Linked DNA regions of Mus musculus: region 2 is linked to region 1. A link is a contact called in public HiChIP or PLAC-seq data. All regions are on one chromosome and are shown on one strand. Each heading gives the region's core, a stretch centred on a gene start, on an enhancer-like site or on the middle of the called end of the contact. The rest is flanking DNA. Distances are from core to core; before and after follow the strand shown. Region 1 holds the start of Socs4 (suppressor of cytokine signaling 4). Region 2 overlaps Atg14 (autophagy related 14).

Region 1 (2,653 bases), core at 44-2,543:
CTGAATGGTGAGCTCTGAAAAGCATTACTCTGAAATCCCATTACAATATATTCAATATATAGATGAGTATCATCAGCTCAACTTGAACCTCACACTGTACCTACTCATTTTTATTGTCCAGGTACTGGGCAAAAGAATTATAAATTGGCCTGTCTAAAAACAATAATTTCAAAATAAAAGTAAGTTACTCAAAAGTCATTGTCTCAGGTGCCTTTATTCTTGTGGGAAATTAACAATAGGGTTTTGTTTTGTTTTTTAAAAAAGAATCTCAGATTCTACTTGAGCCAACTACTCTTCCTTTTTATTCATATACAAATCTGAGTGTCTTTTTGGAACCCAGGTTCTTAGAAATGCCTTACAAAATGCCACCATAGCAAGAATACCACGGTTTGAGTAATAACTAAGCTTGCAATTTTTTTAATAAGTTATCTAGATCTACCTCTGTAGAGTTTTCCGGTAATAAAAATAAGTCTGACTGAAACTGTACAGTGGGTACCACAAAAACGCCGTCAAAGCCCCAATTATCACCGAAAATCATAATTTTCAACAGACCAATTTATTAATATGGAGAACGTGAAGAAACAAGAAAAGCATAAACTTAACGGGCCAAGACCTGACTTAGTAGAGGATGTGTTATCGACTGCCACGATGAACAGAAACCTGTAACAATACAAATTAGACCTCTCCTTTTAGATCTAAAAGCAGTTTGGTAAACTTTGGTCGGAACTAAATAGAAAACCCAAGTTAACTCTCTTTAGCATTATTTAGCTAGAGTCGCAAGAAACAAGAATCAGTCCATCCTTTATTACCACAGAAATGACAAAGTTGAGGGCACGAAGGGCGTGAAGAATAAAGGCTTGCCAAGGTCTGTCCCTAACCCGGTCCCGAGGAGCTCGATCGGTTCAAGGAGGCGACTACGGTGGCTCGGGAGGAGATCCTGAAAGGGCAGGCGTCAAACCCCAGCCCTCGCCGCCACCCTTCCCCCTCTCACCTCTCCGAGCTCAGCTCAAGCGGAGCTGTCCGAGCGCCTGCCGCCATCACCACCGCCATCACCCGGCGCTCGCTCAAGCGCGGAAGAGAGGCCCGGCCACTCCCGCTCCTCGTGCGGCTCCCGCCAGGCGGAGGCCTGGCTGTCAGCCCCCGCCCCGGCTCCACGGTCAGCCCAGAGTCAGACTTGCCGCTGCCTCCGCCTGCTCTCCAGGGACCGCCGCCACTTCCGGGTTCGGCTCCCACCTTTTCTTTCAGAGCGGCCCCAGCCACCAGCTCTCGGCTTCGAGGCGGCGCGCTTCTGACGCCACCACCCGGCGACCTCGGGCCGGACCTGGGCTGGGCGGCGGCGGGCCGCGCATGCGCACAGGGCGAGCGCGCCAGAGCGCGGGAAGCGGCTCCGTGCTTCCATCAGAGCAGACGCTGGTGCACACCGCTTGCTCCTCGCCCCCGCTGCCCGTGCTTGCAGAGGGGAAAGCTTGTCATCTCCCGGGCGTGTGTGACATACCTTCCGCTGCATCGTGCTGTGGCTCCTCGGGTGAGGGAAACAGGACTGCACGGCGCGGAGAGGACGATCGCCCTACTGAAAAAAATACCAGTTCTTACAAAACGGCTCAGGTAGGGAAAGATGCCGGCCACACAGAAGCCCATGAGGTACGGACATACGGAAGGGCACACCGAAGTCTGCTTTGATGATTCTGGAAGGTAAGCGTCTTTGGAAACAAAGGACGGGTCCAGCGTGAATGTTAGCCGTCATTCTCGGTATGGACAGCCGGTCGAAGATGACCGATGCGGAGGGACAGAGGAAGGAATAAACAAGGAGCGCCTCTGCCCTGAGGCTTGTTTGCTTTGAACTGTCGTGGCACTTCTAGGACCTCACGAAAATTAAAATCCTTTACCCAGAGGAGTGCCTTCCCGCCACTCACGTCCTCATTCGGTGTCATGTTTATTTTATGAGACAGTTAAGCATCAGCAGTTGCTGTAAATTGCAATGACTGTCGTGCCCAGGAGATGGAATTTTGCAGCTTCCTCTTTCACAGTGTCCCCTGTGTACTAGAGGACATAATGTAAATGTCTAGTTTAGGGCTCAATACTGAGAAGTCGCTTCTTGTCAGCACCTTGTGCGGTCATGAGGCTCTACAATCACCACCATTTACTGGAAATAGAGGCTTCTCTAATTCTTTCTTTCTTTCTTTTTTTTTTTTTTGGTTTTTCGAGACAGAGTTTCTCTGTATAGCTCTGGCTGTCCTGGAACTCACTCTGTAGACCAGGCTGGCCTCGAACTCAGAAATTCGCCTGCCTCTGCCTCCCAAGTGCTGGGATTAAAGGCGTGCTCCAGGCCGGCTGAGGCTTCCCTAATAAAGGCTGAGGGTAGCATTTGAAATGTACATAAATATTTAGACAGCAGTTTGAGGTTATGCAATTTAGCTATGCAGTAGTGTACCCCCTAGGGCCTGAGACCTCCCCTTGCTATGGGCTTTTGAAAGGGTTTACCTACCAAGAATGGGTTCCCCTTTGTGGAATAGACCTTAAATCCAAAAAGCACTTGGTTACCCCTATAGCAGCCATGTCACGCATGCCCACTCAAGTGGACCATTCTTGCCTAGAAGCTGGTGTCCTAGTGAGGGCCTCCTAAAGCACAGGCTGGTCTCCAACTTAACGTGTA
Region 2 (2,653 bases), core at 39-2,538, 260 kb before region 1:
AGTTGCTGGAGAATCAGACGCGAGTGGAGATGAGCGTGTAAGCGATGAGGAGACTGACCTGGGCACAGACTGGGAGAACCTGCCAAGCCCCCGATTCTGTGACATCCCTTCCCAGCCGGTGGAAGTGTCCCAGAGCCAGAGCACCCAGGTGTCCCCACCCATTGCCAGCAGCAGCGCTGGTGGGATGATCTCCTCCGCTGCGGCCTCGGTGACCTCTTGGTTCAAAGCTTACACTGGACACCGCTAACGAGTTGGGACCAAAAATGCTGATTTTGTGTCTCAGAGTCTTTCCCACTGCACTCTCATAACCTTGTCTGTGTAGTTGCGATAGAGCTTGGAAGCTATCGCCAGGACAAGATTAGTGTCAGGGCCTGAGCTCGGGGCTCCTGGGCCCAGGTCCTCAGTATGCTGGTTCCTGGGTGCAGAGTCTCCCTGACACTAAGTCCTAGGCTTTGATCAGATCACAAAGAAGTGTTTCTTGGTAATGAGGAATGAAAGACAAAGGCTGAGTTTGTTTTTCTGTCATCCTCTTGAGAGACCAGCCAGCAGGCCAGCAGCAGTTTGGCCTCATCCGGGAGAGGTGGTTGTCTGGGGAAGGAGGAAATGAAAGCTTATTGCTTATTGCTTATTGTCAGTCATTGTGCGTCACATTCCTGATTTCCTACTACACACCAAAGAAACCAAATTCTTTATTTCTGTAGACCCATATCTGCGAATGGGGAGTCTGCTGGGATGGTTAGATGTCTAAACAGTTCTCTTGTATTCTGAAGGGAGATAAGTCATTGGGATTGTCTGTACTACACTCACTTCCTCCATCATTCCCTGGATGGGCTAAATGCTACCCGAGCGTTGGCTGAACACTTACGTGGTCACTCGCTTGCTGTCCGGTTTCTTCCTTGGTGGTGGTGGTGGGGTTAACTAGTAGCAGGTGTTTCCAGGGAACTCTTCCTTCTTGTTCCTGAGGTCTTCTTGTCCCTGGGGTCTCTGAGACTGAAGACAGCACCTTATGCAGAGTGTAGCGCGGAGCAGCTGTCCCAGGAAATGCTCAGCTATCAAGGGATTTCCTCAGAGGTCATTCTAATGACAATCTTATAGAAAGCTATAAAAAGAGAGGCATTATGTTCAAGTCATAAGGAGTTCTTTTTTTATTTTTAGTAACTTCAAAAAGGAAGTTCTGTGTAACAGACTCCTGCAGTCCTGTGAGAAAGCACCCCCCTCCCCTGGCCTTGTCACCATATCCTCCTGTTGTGACTGGTGTGATGGTACCTCAGCCAGGTCCTTCAGCAGTCTGCCACGCCCTGGCTTCTGTTGACTCACACTGTGGTTGGTACTTTGCCTGCAGATTGAGGTGCTGTGGCGCTTTGGCAGTTATTAGAAGTGTAGGAAGGACTTCATCCTGCCCAGGTTCCCCACGTTCCCAAGCTCTAGATACCCAGCTGTGGAGCAGGCGGCTGGAGTCTGTTCTGTGCTCAGCTCTGCGACTGCTGGGCTCGTGTTTTACCACCTACTTCTAGGACTTACAGACTGAGTGCGCTGGGAGGAAGCTACAGAAAGTGCAGAGGCCACCAACTACCGCCTACAGCAATTTAACCACAGTTGCAGAAAGCACAGGGCTGGGTGGCCTTGTTTTATTTCATATCAATCAGAGGCACTTTTGTCATCGTCCCTCACAGTAAGTGACCAGCACGGACTGCCTAGGCTGCTCAAGTCCTTGGGGTTTTGTTATTTTGCACTGGATCCACCTGTTGTAAATAGTCTTAAATACACATTTCAACCACTGTTTGGTTCCTACACTCTTTGCTGCTCATTAAAACTTTTTGTGTAGGTGTCAGAACCGTACACAAACAGCTTTCTAGAAAAAAAAAAATGAAGCTGGTGTTTTGTTTTTTTTTTTTAAACCGAAAGCCATAGAAGTTGATCATGTTTTCCATTTAAAAATGATTTCTTGGAACAAGGTAATACTAATAGACACTCAGAGGCACCACATGGGCTGCTTTACATGGTCTTACGTAGAACCAAGAAATGTAACTTACCATGGTATGGGGGTCAGCATTGGGTGGGGTTCAGGTGTGCATTGGGAAAGCTGCAACGTCAGAACCCCCTTGCTGCGACTGAAACTTCCAGGTCAGGTTGATCACACAGATGTTTTCTAAACCTTTGTTGTATTACTGCAATAAATCCTTTAACAGTACTTGGCTGTGTGTGTCTGTCCCCCAGTTCCTATTTAGTTCTGCTGCTACATTGATGGTAGCAGCAAAAGTGCAAGCTAACCTGGAGTACTTCATAGAAATTAAAGGATACATTTTAAAGAATGTTTTGCTAGGTAAGAAATTTTTTTTAGCCGGGCGGTGGTGGCTCATGCCTTTAATCCCAGCACTCGGGAGGCAGAGGCAGGGGGATTTCTTAGTTCGTGGCCAGCCTGGTCTACAAAGTGAGTTCCAGGACAGCCAGGACTATACAGAGAAACCCTGTCTCTAAAAAACCAAAAGAAGAAAAAGAAAGTTGTTTTTAAAATGACTGGTTATTTGCTTTAATGATGATGGCTCAACTTTGGCAAACAATAGTTGCTTATGACTTGTGGGTTTCATTCTCTGTTCTTGATCTGGAAAGGAATGAGCCTCTGAGACGGGGCCTGCTCTCGCTTTTGCAGTGC

The links. HiChIP or PLAC-seq counts read pairs in DNA pulled down with a chosen protein or histone mark.
Region 2: a contact with region 1 is called in an H3K4me3 HiChIP or PLAC-seq map of bone marrow-derived macrophages, with 4 times the contacts expected there. The contact joins the enhancer-like site here to the promoter of Socs4 in region 1. A contact is called at or near these places in 7 of 39 promoter capture datasets (the 3T3-L1 cell line, the C10 cell line, cranial neural crest and 3 more), 3 of 484 Hi-C or Micro-C datasets (cerebral cortex, embryonic stem cells and palatal mesenchyme), 3 of 115 datasets of contacts at active chromatin or transcription factors (the SCID.adh cell line, bone marrow-derived macrophages and memory CD8 T cells) and 2 of 9 other capture datasets (adipose tissue and liver).

What each region holds. Positions count from the first base shown.
Region 1 is chr14:47,275,560-47,278,212 of GRCm38.p6, reverse strand. It overlaps Socs4 (suppressor of cytokine signaling 4), which reads right to left and starts at 1,293. Exons shown (of 2, transcript NM_080843.3): 1 at 992-1,293. It overlaps Wdhd1 (WD repeat and HMG-box DNA binding protein 1), which reads left to right and starts at 1,356. Exons shown (of 25, transcript NM_001360532.1): 1 at 1,356-1,692. The coding sequence starts at 1,616.
Region 2 is chr14:47,540,431-47,543,083 of GRCm38.p6, reverse strand. Atg14 (autophagy related 14) reads left to right here. Exons shown (of 10, transcript NM_172599.4): 10 at 1-2,191. The coding sequence ends at 247. Among named protein-coding and RNA genes, the nearest start is that of Atg14, 27 kb to the left of the region's middle. Within about 2 kb of position 1,288, at least 44 of the 459 cell types and tissues checked have an H3K27ac peak or open chromatin away from gene starts, as enhancers often do. A contact at or near this core is called in bone marrow-derived macrophages and memory CD8 T cells, where this site is marked.